Regions from separate parts of the Mus musculus genome. Here region 1 is linked to region 2. The links are chromatin contacts, called in public HiChIP or PLAC-seq maps. All regions are on one chromosome and are shown on one strand. The core of a region is the stretch at or near the end of the contact, and the rest is flanking DNA. Distances in the headings are between cores, read along the strand shown.

Evidence for each region. HiChIP or PLAC-seq counts read pairs in DNA pulled down with a chosen protein or histone mark.
Region 1: an H3K4me3 HiChIP or PLAC-seq map of stem cell-derived neural progenitor cells shows a contact between it and region 2, with 4 times the contacts expected there. The contact joins the enhancer-like site here to the promoter of Tma16 in region 2. A contact is called at or near these places in 10 of 39 promoter capture datasets (the 3T3-L1 cell line, 3T3-L1-derived adipocytes, the HPC-7 cell line and 5 more) and 9 of 115 datasets of contacts at active chromatin or transcription factors (astrocytes, embryonic forebrain, embryonic limb bud and 5 more).

What each region holds. Positions count from the first base shown.
Region 1 is chr8:67,429,088-67,432,853 of GRCm38.p6, forward strand. No RefSeq gene overlaps it. Among named protein-coding and RNA genes, the nearest start is that of Nat1, 60 kb to the right of the region's middle. Within about 2 kb of position 2,259, at least 32 of the 459 cell types and tissues checked have an H3K27ac peak or open chromatin away from gene starts, as enhancers often do. A contact at or near this core is called in embryonic forebrain, forebrain and stem cell-derived neural progenitor cells, where this site is marked.
Region 2 is chr8:66,485,137-66,488,558 of GRCm38.p6, forward strand. Tma16 (translation machinery associated 16) reads right to left here and starts at 1,394. Exons shown (of 7, transcript NM_025465.3): 1 at 1,276-1,394. The coding sequence starts at 1,278.

The DNA.
Region 1 (3,766 bases), core at 1,009-3,508, 940 kb after region 2:
AATGTCACACCCCATGACTACAGAGCCAGCCAGCATTTAAAAGTCCTGAGGATATCCACAAATTGGAGACTCCTATGACATAAAATAGAGATGGAACACAAGAGAGAAACGTTAGTTCCACCTAGGGCATCCACTTCAAGCAAAACTTCATGTCCCAACTAGAAAGTCTATGAATGTACTTGGTCCAAACCCATGGAAACCCTTTGGCAACTCCATCTCCAGGGTTAATATGTACTTATAACACACACACACACACACACACACACACACACACACACACACCATACACACTTTTCTGGTTTTTGTAGTTTAGGGCACTGCCTCAGCTCCATACTCTCCCCAGCCAGCCTGAAAGAAAGAGGGGTCTCATTTTTCCCTGTAATTCCCTTCCCAGTTGTCCTTCCTGGTCCAAAGAAGGATAGGAACCAGTAGTCACCCTCCAGGCTCTCACACCATGCATCATAAACATCATTGACCTGTGTCTGGGGCAAAGCAGGATGACACTTTTACAGCAACCAGAGAGGTGTGGCCTAGCCTCACTTCCTTCCCATAGTTTCATGCAATGACATTTGGGGAGAAACTCTCACTCCATCATGGTGGGGAAAAGCGGTGGTGGGTGCTTTTCCTCCTGCCTCAGGCTGAGGCTCTTGCCCAGCCTTCCCTTCTGTGAAGAAGATGCAAATACAGAGCCCCAGAGTGCACACATGGGTTTGCACATAGCCGCTTGTTCGTGCCTTTTCTATTTGGCCCTCTGTGCAATGCAGGTCAGAATCAAACTCTCAGCCTGCTGCAGGATGGAATCAGGAATGCAGAGGTACAAGAGACTGCAGGACATACACCATTGGTTCTGTCCCCTGTCTCCTGGATTGTGGCCTGGGGGTTCATCCCCTCCCCCTGTGCTCCAAGACAAGAAGGAAGCCAATACCAAGGCTCATCAAGCCCCAGGTATACTAGGATAAGTGGCTGGCAAGAGGGCCCCAATGTGTGCACTGGTAACACATAACCGGTTTTCTTTATTTGGTATTTCTTCTTCTTCTGACCTTCTAGATGGGTATAAGTCAAGGCTTATGAAAATCAAGACCACACAATCCTCAAAACAACACTCATTCACACAAACACACACACATACACACACACACACACACACACACACACACACACACACAAAGAGAGAGAGGAAGAGAGAGAGAGAGAATAAAAAGATAAGTTTTCAATACCTTAGTCACCAGTCTCAAATGGGGAGGGAATTCTATTCTACAAGTACTCAGGTTTTAGAGAGAATGGAAGTAAAAGACTTTTAAGAGACAATCATTAGTTCCTTCTAGTTCCACTTTCAGCAAAACTCCATGTCCTAACTAGAAAGTCTATGAATGTACTTGGTCCAAACCCATGGCAACCCTTTGGCAACTCCATCTCCAGGGTTAATATGTACTTATAACACACACACACACACACACACACACACACACACACCATACACACTTTTCTGGGTTTTGAGGGGTTTTTTGTTTTTGTTTTTTGTTTTGTTTTTTTTTTTTGTTGTTGTTGTTGTTTTGTTTTTTGTTTTTGTTTTTGTTTTTGTAGTTTAGGGCACTGCTTTAGCTTCATACTCTCCCCAGCCAGCCTGGAAGAAAGAGGGGTCTCATTTCCCCCTGTAATTCCCTTCCCAGTCTTCCTTCCTGGCCCAAAGAAGGATAGGAACCAGTAGTCACCCTCCAGGCTCTCACACCTAAAGTCTCTATTAGAGATAGACTTTACCCTAGACTCTCTGGGAAATTCCATAAACCAGGAGGATCCTGTGAATGTTCTGAACATGGCAACCAACCAGATTCTCAAGGCATCACACCATCACCCCCTTGTCCTCTTCCAAGAAACAGGACATCGTCAGTCAGTCTCTATCACATGCTATTTGGCTGGTTTCTCAAATACTAAAAAGAAAGATCTATGGAAGACCCTAAAATGAAAAATGTTGATTTGCTTGTTTTCCCCATGAGGTCTGGCCAGTAGGTGAAAGTTTACATTTCAGTGACACCCTCCAGCCAGATGTGTTTTGTAGAAGACAAGAAAGTGGTCAGAATACCCTATGCACAGGCTTTAAGAGAAAAGCTCAAACTATATTGATAATATACAACCAGAAAATATCTAACTTTACGCTCTGCATGAGCAAAAATGGAAATACTCAATAACAGAGGTATCCTTGAGGGACAGAGACCCAACTTAAGCCCCGCCAACTAAGCACAGTCTTGCAACCAGCCTCTGTCCTTCACCATTGTGTTCAGCAGGTGGCAGCAGTGGGACAGATTTTTAAAAGGCCGAGTTTACATCCTCTTCACAATGAGAGATTTAAAGCTTCGTGTAAGAAGTTTTAGGAACTCTTCTCTAGGATCTTGGATAATTCTTATAGGGATTCCAATATACCGTCATCATATTTGGTGGGTGGAACATCCTATCCTTTCTCGCTATCCTATGGCAGATGAAAAGCTCTAACGACTTTACAAAATGCTTGCAGTAAATGCAGCCTTCCGCCAGGGGGCACTTACAGTACCAACAATGGGTACTGTAATGAATTACCAAGTAAGATGTGAGAGTACTGCTATTACAGGATTTTAATGTTTTGTAGGAGTGAGATGTGTGAACAAACTGGGAGGTCCACCCCAGTTTAAAACTAGCTGAGCGAGGGCCTTTCAAATGCATGCAAATGGAGACCCTGGGATTCCTAAAGGCCAAGTTGTATTCACTTTATCCCCCAGTTGCCTCTTGAAGTCTACAAAGCTCTTTGCCCACAGGTGCCTCCTAGTCAAACCAAGGAGCTGTGCTCTTTGTCAATAGCATAGCCCAGCTGACGGGGGTAGGGGGGTGGGGCGGGGGAAGAGAGGGTGGAAAGGGCCAGGCTGTTGATTGCTGGGGAAAAGATACCACCTAATATCATCTATGTAGTTCTGTGAAGACAATTAAGGCTGCCTCCTTTGCAAACAGGAAGGCTATTGGATTAGGAAGAATCTACCCATCACACCGCACTTCCCCAACGCCAACCCACAAGGTGCTTACTTCCCAGGATGCCATTGATAGGCAGTGTTCTATTGATAAGCAAAGGGAATGTTGGGAATGTGATTGTCCCCAGTTTCAAAGGAAGCCAGGATCAATCACAAGCAGGCCTTGTGCAGGCTAGCCTGACTGAAACTATTGAGGGCATTCTACTGCTCTTTCATTACAATCCTTTATACTTGAAGAGGAAGCCCTAGGTGAAACGATGCGTAACTCCCTGGTCTCTTATTCTGGAACCGGCTCCAAATCAATAAATGGAAAAGATTCCCCCCTTACCTTCCTTGTACATGAGGAAATCAGTTAATGTGGCAAATACCAGTCATTCTGAAGATCCTGACTGACTCTTTGGGGCAGAACATCCCAAATACTAAATCTGGAGGTCACCGATCAAGTCAGCCACTGCTATTCAATGTTCAAAAATAGATTTATCAATAAATATGAAAACATACATAGAACAAAAATGCAGGCCCAGTATTTAAGGCAGCTCAAAAGCCAGTGCCCAGGGAGCAGAGATAATCAAATAAAGCCAATACAAATCCACCTAAAGCCAGGACAGCCTCCCTGCCATCACCAATACCCGATGGAAACTGGATCTAGACTAGAATTAAAGCCCACAAGAGATACAGGATTTCTTATTAATTACACTCGCCAGGCTCCTTCCAATATTATTATTTCCTGTATAAGGAAATCACACTGAGAGCAGTTGGTAGTTCATTAGCTG
Region 2 (3,422 bases), core at 144-2,643:
AAGCTTTTTCAAACCTGTCAGTTACCTTTATTCAACCCATACAATCAGGCCTAGGTTGCTCTATTGTTAGACCCCTTTACAAAGAAGTCGAAAAAATCTGTCTACAGTGTTAATCCAGTATAGAGTTTCTTTCCCTATTGAAAGAGATCAGCTTGGTTCTAAGCTTTAGCACAGAAAGCCATCTCTTCCAACTTTCTTCTCCAGCATTTCCTTCACACAGCTCCTTCTCCCCATTCTTACTGAAGATCACTATTCCAGAATAAACCACACTGCAACTTGAGACTACACTTGTTATCTCTGTCTGTAATTCTTTCCTTCCCTTTTCCTTTGCTAAGACAAAGCTCGAAATAATCTCAAAAAAACTCTCCAAATAATTAAAATGTTCATCAATTCCTCATTCACACAATTCTCTTAGACATTGGTCATTTTTTCATTAATCTGATGAGAGAAGGCACGTCTAAGTCTGAAACCCATCTGAGGTTGGCTATGAATAAAAAAATAATAATCTTAAAGCCGTAAGAACACACACATGGAGGATAGTGGGGCAAATGAGAAACGAGATTAAACATCAAACATACACATGGCGAAAACAGATTCTCACAAATTGTTCTCCGATATCCACACGTACATAAAATCAGTTATAAACATAAATTCGGCCAGGCGGTGGTGGCGCACCCCTTTATTCCCAGCACTTGGGAGGCAGAGGCAGGCGGATTTCTGACTTTGAGGCCAGCCTGGTCTACAAAGTGAGTTCCAGGACAGCCAGGGCTATACAGAGAAACCCTGTCTCGAAAGAAAAAAAAAAAAAACATAAATTCGGATACTGTGAATGAGCTCTTTATATCGCTATACATAAACCGTTTATAACACTCTTAACTACTGTCTTAAAATGCAAACAAAACAGCATTGTTGCCCGGTAGGAATGGGAGTTGTAGAGGCAGGACTAAAGTCAGAACAGAAGGGCTGCGGGCCGATGCACCTCGTGGGTGGCTGTGACCCTGGGCAGGGGAGACCTGCACTTGCCCCAGGGCAGAGGTGGGTGGATCCACAAAGCGGTATTAGTTAAGGCCCTCAGGAAAATGAGAAACCGGGAGACGTGGACAACGCCACCCAGAGCGAGTTGAGAACGCGCTGGAGCACTCCGATCCTGGGGCAGCACCGGGGGCCCACCACCGCCCCACGCAGCCACTCCGAGTCCCGGCTTCTCCCGGGTCCGAGCTTGTACTCCCCGGCCGCCCGACCAGAGCCTCCCGGAGAACCTAAGGGGCCGCTCACCATGGCGATGTCTTGGCCACCGAGGCCGGGCGATGTCCCGATGCGACAATTTCACAGAGGGCAGCGCAGCCGCTCTCAAGTCCGCTTCTTCCCTAACACACGTGGGCCCCGGGGGAAACAAATAGGGGCGGACAGGAAGGGGAGGAGCTGGTGCTTTCTCTAAAGCGTCCCTAGAAACTGAGACGTAATGTTTTTCCGCCCGCCTTGTTTTACAGCCCGGGAGCCACACAAAGGCGGGGAGAGTAGAGAGAGAGAGAGAGTCGAGCTCAGAGAACAGAAGTCTGTCTGTCTTCTGTTTCTGACTGAAAGGCCGGCCTTGAGTATCGGCCAGAAGGCAGCTCTCCATGGGCGAGCAACTTGTTAGGAGATAGCATTACCTCACCTAGAGGTGCCCATCTCCCAGAATGGTGTAAATTCAGCCTTCACTTTTCCTTTGATTTTCTCTACCATTTTCTTTCTATATCTAAAGCCTGTCTCTCCGGCCTTGTTATTCCGTTTTTGAACAGCATGGTAAAATTTGATAGAAAGTCTTACGTAGTAATTATTAATCAAATGCCTAGTACATGCTACGCATTGAAGGTACTTTGACAGTTTCCCTACTTTCTTTTTTGTATAATTTCTATCTGTAGTGGGACATAAAGAAGTTAGTATTTCAAATACTATTATAATATAAATTATTACCATAGACTAAGTGGATTTAACATACACAAAAAAGGGGAGGAGATGAAGGATCAGGAGGAGAAGGGATGGGAGAAGAGGAGATGTATGGGGGAGTGTTAGGAGAGGGATATGGGAGAAAGGGGGGGCGAGGAAGAGGATGACAATGAATGGATTCCTTGGACCCTATCAGACAACTCTGAAATAAAACTAGAATCCAACAGCAAGAGAAACTACAGGACTTAAAACAAATACTTGGACACGTAATGGTACAATTTTAAATGTACAGTGGGTCACTGAAGAAATCAAGGAGAAAATTCTTAGAAACAAATGAAAATCATAGGCACTCTACGAGCTAGCTAAAGCATCCTAACAGGAAAGTGAGTATTTACAATAAAGCAAAATGAGAGTTTCCAAGTGAAGTAATAATTCATCTTAAGGTTCTAGAAATAAGAAGTCACTCCCAAACCCAATCACTGGATAAATAAATAAATTCATCAATCGATCACTATTAAAGCGGGACCTAATGAAATAGAGACCAAAAAAACCCTCAATACATAGGAATAGCTAAAGCAATCGTTTTTGTTAAAGGACAACTGTTAGTATTTTGTCTAAGCTCCACAACACAGTTATCTGGCAACAGCCAGGTAGGTTCTGCCCCCCCAGTTACCTGGCGTGGTCCCTCAGGGGGAAGGGCTGTGGGCCCACGGAGGCATCCCCTTCCCCATGCCTGACTACACCTCCACAGAATATATCCCCCCTTTATCTTTTTATAAACACATCAATAACAAGACTGATTAAACCCCTAGCCAAACTAGCAAAAGAAATCCCAAATTAATAAAAGTAAAGGTGAAAGCAGGAATTGTAACAACAGACTCCAGTGAAATTCAGATAATCTATAGAATACTTGGAAAATTTTATTTCAAAATGCTGATAAACATCAAAGTATTTGATGTATTTCTAAACATGTATGACACACCAAGATCCCTGAAAATATAATACAGTAAATGTGTTCATTATATGTAATAAGATTAAAAGCAATAATTAAAAGTCTCATCCAAAGAAATGTCTAGAATCAGATGGACTCATGGCTGAATTCTACCAAACTTTTTTTTTTTTTTTTTTTTTTTTTCTGAGACAGGGTTTCTCTGTGTAGCCCTGGCTGTCCTGGAACTCACTTTGTAGACCAGGCTGGCCTTGAACTCAGAGATCCTCCTACCTCTGCCTCTCAAGTGCTGGGATTAAAGGCGTGCACCACCACTGTCCTGCCCAAAATTTTAAGAAAGTCCTGATACTAACACTTCTTAAATCATTTCTCAAAGTAGAAAATGAAGGAGTACCTAGTTTATTCTATGAAAGCAGTATTATCTTGAATAAGCTCAGATAAAGACATAGCAGTTACAGACTAATTTTCCTGATGAACAAAGCTGCAAAAAAATTGTGAACAAAATAATTGCAAACCAAACACAATTAAAATACATTACATAATT